Linked DNA regions of Gossypium hirsutum: region 2 is linked to region 1. A link is a contact called in public Hi-C data. All regions are on one chromosome and are shown on one strand. The core of a region is the stretch at or near the end of the contact, and the rest is flanking DNA. Distances in the headings are between cores, read along the strand shown. Region 1 holds the start of LOC107955651. Region 2 has its middle 31 kb from the start of LOC121204243.

Region 1 (2,976 bases), core at 281-2,780:
TAGCTCAAGAACACGTAACTTATATGTCAACTCCCCATATTTAACTGTAAGAACATCATCTTGAGAAAGGGTAGCATGCTGACGAAGGCTTGTCTCAAGAATGGCCTTGTGATTTGGTAAGTCAGAAAAGCCAATTCCATCTGGTTGAAGTTTAGCATATGTACCTTTTGAAAGTCGAACGTAGCGAACCTCAACCAAGGGAATATTTGGAGCATCCACAGGGAACAAATTACTCCATACATGGGGAGGAATTGCAACAGAACCTTCATCTGCAGTGAATTCCAAAACACCTGAATGAGTGGTCCTATTATTTCCCTTTTCATCATCCTTAGTAGCAGAAGAACCCTCTTGATGAACCAGCGACAACTGAAAGTACATCGGTCCCTTGTCAAATGCACCTTGATCAGACAATTCTGTGAAACAGGATGGTGGCAATTTGATCTTATCTCCACTACCCTGAAAAGGTACAGCTTCTAAGATTTTATAAAACACTACTCCTCTTCCCGCGAGTAAACTTTCTCCCATTTGCTGTTCAGCCTGAGCAAGACAAATAAAAATATTAGAAGCGCCCACTACTAAATGTACCAAAAAATGTCAATACAAAATAATTAAAGCATATACGCAGGCATCAAGCAATCATAAGAGTTCATACATAAACCATGGTAGATTGAAATATCCAAATAGAATAATTAACTCAAGGTATGTTCAGTAATTAAAACTTACAGATAATAGGAAAAAGGGTTGTAAACACTGGAATTGAACTCAAACAAATTGGACGTCACCTTTTAAAGGTGGTTGCAAAAACAAAGTGAGCTAAACCCTGATTCTAGAACAATCAAGATTACCTCTTACTATTGTGTTAGCCAAATTGTTGTGGGCTTTCATATTTTTTTCAAAACCCAACACATATTCAGTTGCAATACACATCCATGTTTTTAGCTATTTCAAGTAAAGCATCGTTTGCCGTATCGAAATTTTGATGCGAATCGACACAACGTATATGATCTCAATAAACCTAACCAATGAAAAATTCAATAATTTCCCCATAAAATAGTTCCCATCTAACCGCCTAACAATGACAATGAAAGTTAATTTCCGGATTATTATATTCAAATTCAATAGAAAGATCGACAAACATATATTTCAAAAAACCAATAAAAAGATGGGGGGGGGATAGTAGTACCTTGAGCTGAGCTTCAATGGCATCAAGCCTTCTAGATCTTTGAGCAGCTTCAATGGCATCTCGTTGTTTCTTAGCCTCTTCTTTTGCTTTCCTCTCTCTATCTAATTTCAGCTTGGCCCTTTCCTTCCTTTCCCTCTGCTCTTTGTCAAGCTTCTCTCTGGCTCTCCTTAGCTCAAAATCCATAACTTCAAAAAATTCTCTTAATTTCTTCGAAAAGTTGGTTTGGGATATATTTTTTCTTGCTGTTTAAGATTGTTTGAAATTTGTGATGTTTAATGAAAATATAAAAGGAAGGAGTTGTAGAGTTGGTCAAGATTTCGGGAAGCAAAGAACTGTTTTAATTTTTGCTTTCCATATAAGTTCGAGAAAGGTCTGGGCCTTTCTACCCAATAAATGGGCCGGGTTTACACCTACCAAATCTAATAATCCCAATTTAAAAACTCCCTATTTAACTTAAAATTACTTACTCAAATTAAATTAATTTTGTTATAAATATTTTATTATTATAGAAATATATGTTTATTGAGATAAGAAGTTTGATATATATTAGAATTCTAATTGTTCGTTAGGAATAGAATTTTATATAACTTATATTTTGTATGTTTATAAATGTAGAAACATTGTAATCATCCTTATTAATCAATAAAGTTCATAGTCCTCTTTGTTCTTCTATTTCTTTGGTTGCTTACCTTAGTTATTATTTATTTCATAACAAGTTATCAATATGATCCCCTCTTAGTTTCTTTTCTAAATTTTTTTCTCATTTCTCCTAATTTTTTCCCAATTTTGAAAAAGAGAAAAAGAATTTCCAAACACAACATGAGCTTTGTACTCGTACCTCGAACCCTCAATTTTTTTCCAAGCTCCTTAATCATTCGACCACCATGTAAATTTCCAAATCACAATCTTGTCTATGCAATAAGAATTCCTTTTTCAATTAGCCACCACTTGAAACTTAGCATCTATAGGGGATAAAATAAAACTTTCTGTTCCTAAAATGACAAAAACTTAATTCTCATAATCTTTTAACCACTCAACTACCCAAATACCATTGTTAATTTACGTCAAGAAATTTATAAAGCCTATCAAGTTCAGAGAAAAGAAAGAGAAGGGAAAACTAGAAAAGATAAGGATTCAAACTCGAGACCATTAATAACCATCCTTGCCTTTAATCACTAGGCTATCACGTCATTTTGAAAAATATGCACCAAGAAATTTATTTGTATCTGTACAATTTGTTACCATTCAACGATTAAAGATTAGATCTATTCTTCTAGGCATAGACACCATATGCATGGATTTACAGGAAGTTTTCTTTAAAAATATTTTATGTCTAGATTTATTTTAATTTTAATTCATAATTGATTATGGTTTATCTGATTAACTTTTTTTAATTTTATATTTTTAAGAATGACGAAAAAAATTATATTTTGTATGAATCATGCTTGCTATGAATATATACCTATTTTGGTATGGAAAGATTTTGTTATTGAATTATATTATATATGATGCTTGGATATCTGTCTTTTCAATTTTGAAAAGGATAGAAAAAGATGGGGTTTGATTGTGAAAGACACTTGAATTGTGGATTAATTTAAGAGAAATATGACTATCGAAATGTGATAAATGTATTTAAATCTCATTATGATTAGATGTATCTGAGGTTGCAATTTTTAAATTTGTAAGTGAACATAACTCTACAGTATTGAAGATGAGTTCTTAATTAAAATTATGTGAGAATATTACTAACGAGAACTTGTTAGAGATTTTTTTTTCAACTTCTCATACTTGAA
Region 2 (2,976 bases), core at 303-2,802, 150 kb after region 1:
TGTGAAATAAGAATTTGATTTTAAGAGGCCTTTGACTTAATAAGAAAGGAAACTTAATTTCGGTATGAAATATGGATAACATATGCAATTATTGATGGAAATGTTTTTATATACTAAGTTGGGATTAATAATGGTATATGTGAAAGCTCATTTTAATGAGCAACTATGTGCTAATAAATGAAAATCACCTTAATCAGTAGTATTAAAATGTGTACAGAATTATTTGCAATGAATTCTCTCCAATCCTATGAAATTAATAATTGCAGACATATATATCTGGAAGCTAAAAAAATGCTCTCTAACTTGCAACTTTCTGGCAACAATGGGGTGGTAGTCCTCATCTTGAAAGTGATCGTAATACTAAAAAAGTGAGATTTAAAGATAATCTAGTTGAAGAAGACATCATTATGGATGGGGATCCGGACCCAAAACCGATTTTGTCATGGAAAGACAAACTTTTGGGGGGTTTTACTATTGATTCTAGCCTGGATCATACTGTTCCTATTGAGAGGAACGAAAATGATTTTGAGTTGCTTGAAGGAGATGTGAATACAACCACTATTGATGGTGTCCCGACTATCACTTTTTCAGATCGTATAAAGAACATTCTTTTCAGAGAAATGAAATTGACGGTCATCGTTAAACTTCTAGGGCGTAACATTAGTTATAATGCCCTACATAATCGCATTCTTTCTCTTTGGAAACCAGTGAATTCTATTTGAATAATGGACACTACTAACAAATATTTTTTGGTTAAATTTCAGGCTATTGAGGATTATAATAGAGTATTGTGGCAAGGCCCTTAGATTGTCTATGACCAGTACCTGACTGTCCATCCGTGGACTAAACATTTTAGTCCCTCACAACCTTACCCTAGCATGGTGCTGGCCTGGATACGTTTGTCGAATCTTCTGGGACACCTTTATAAACGGAAAATAATAGAAGCCATTAGGGGCCTCATCAGGAAGATGGTCAAACTTGATGTTCAGACTGACAACCAAACCAGAGGGAGATTTGCTCGATTGGCCGTTTATATTAACTTGGAAAAACCTTTAATTTCACAGGTTATTGCTGATGGAGCCATCCAACGCGTTGAATACGAGGCCCTTCCGACCGTTTGCTTCGCTTGTGGTAAGTATGGGCACGTTAAAGAAATGTGCACAATGGCTGTAATAGAACAAAATCTAGTGGTGCCTCATAGAGAATCGTCGTGCGGGGTGGGCAGTTCAAATGGAGGCAAATCGGACGACGATTCAATGGTTTCTAGAAGCAAGGAGAAAGAGCCGGAGTTTGGGCCATGGATGTTGGTGGAAAAGAGATATTCACGACGAGGGAAGAGAGATTTCTTGATGGAGGTTATGGAGAAACAGTCAAAGCAACCGTTAGGGATTAGATTCTCGGTGTTGATGGGGGAGGAGGATTTTATTGGTGAAGGGGGATCGGTTGATGGAGGATTTTTAAGGGAAAATGAAAATAGGAAGGTGGCTGCTAATCTAAAGGGTTTTAAACCTAGTGTTAGTAAAAATATTGAGGGGGTTTCTCTTGACAAGGCTGGTCATAGGGTTAATAAAGGGATGGGCTTACCTAATAGGTCTAATATGAAGAAAGGTTTGGGTAGTGAGAATTTAGAAGGAATGGGCCAAATGTCCAAAGATATTTTGAATAAATCTTTGGGGAAAAGGCCTATGGGTTTGGACGATTTGGATAATAATAATGAGGAATCTTCGGATAAATTACACATTTCAAATTTTTCTAACGTTGTTTCAGCAGTTTTGAATTGTGTAGATTCACAAAATGATACCCATTTCGATGTAGTAGGTGCTCAAGGTCCCTTGGCTTCTAAAAATCAAACCAATATTGATGCCGAAGACTTGGAAAAAATTAAAGCACATTATAATCCCGTGTTTGATGAGTCCGAAAGCTTTATTGTTCCTATATCTGATAATACTCTTGATCCATGTAAGCATTCTGCTGTTATTTTTTTTAAAAAAAGATTCTTTCTAAACAACAGGTTAAATTGGATTTGGGGTCTATGGAGTTGCTAGAATTGGTCTCAAGTCTTATTTTAAACAATTCTAAAGACAGAAGAAGCGATGGTAGTCGAAGCAACCGTAAGACCTCTTTTTCTCTACGAGGTAAAGGGAATCGGTTCAAAACTTCTGGGAACATGCGCATTCCTCTAGCAGAGTCTATGGAGGCGATGGCGTAGCTTTTATCTTCTCAAATTCTCAGCAAGAGTTTGAGTGCTGAGCTAGATGGAGTTGGTTCTAATTTAGAGGGCAATAACGGCCTTGAAATTTAGGTTTGGTCTCTTTTCTTTATTATTATTTTTTAATGAATATTACCGTCTTTTCGTGGAACTGTCAGGGCTGTGCTAATGTTAAATTTCCTAGAATTTTTTTGGGAATATTATATGGAATTAAAAACCGGCTATTGTTAGTCTTCTTAAACCAAGAGTAAGTGGAGCCAAGGCTAACAAAATTATTACAAAGTTTGGGTTCCAGTTTTCCCATCGTGTGAAGGCGATCGGCTTTTCTGGGGGTATTTGGCTAAAATGGAAAGATTCTGTTCGTTTTGAGGTGGTTCGTAGTCATCCACAATTTATTTTGGCTTGGGTTTGGCAGATGCCTTCTGCATCCTATCATTATTTCTTTTATCTATGGTAGCCCCAACAGGCAAGCGCGCCATTTTCTTTGGAATGATTTGAGGACTAAAAATCTGCTTGGGCAAATTTCTTGGATGGCTATTTGTGGTTTCAACGTGATCCTTACCTCATCTGAGAAATCTGGAGGTCTCACTAAGGGTAGGCAATGCCCACATTTTGGTGATTTTGTTGACTTTGTTGAGCTACATGATTTAGGGTTTAGAGGGCCACCTTTCACTTGGCATAGGGGCACTCTGCTCGAGAGATTAGACCGCACCTTGGGAAATGAGGCTTGGATTCGTAATTTTCCTAATTGCATGATTTCCCTTCTC

Evidence for each region. A called contact is a pair of places that touch in the nucleus more often than the background predicts.
Region 2: a contact with region 1 is called in a Hi-C map of leaf, with 2.9 times the contacts expected there. The contact joins the enhancer-like site here to the promoter of LOC107955651 in region 1. A contact is called at or near these places in 2 of 34 Hi-C or Micro-C datasets (both in leaf).

Annotation. Positions count from the first base shown.
Region 1 is chrA07:87,165,382-87,168,357 of Gossypium_hirsutum_v2.1, forward strand. LOC107955651 reads right to left here and starts at 1,531. Exons shown (of 3, transcript XM_016891454.2): 1 at 1,184-1,531; 2 at 1-537. The coding sequence starts at 1,366.
Region 2 is chrA07:87,319,414-87,322,389 of Gossypium_hirsutum_v2.1, forward strand. No RefSeq gene overlaps it. Among protein-coding and RNA genes, the nearest start is that of LOC121204243, 31 kb to the left of the region's middle. Within about 2 kb of position 1,553, at least 9 of the 9 cell types and tissues checked have an H3K27ac peak or open chromatin away from gene starts, as enhancers often do. A contact at or near this core is called in leaf, where this site is marked.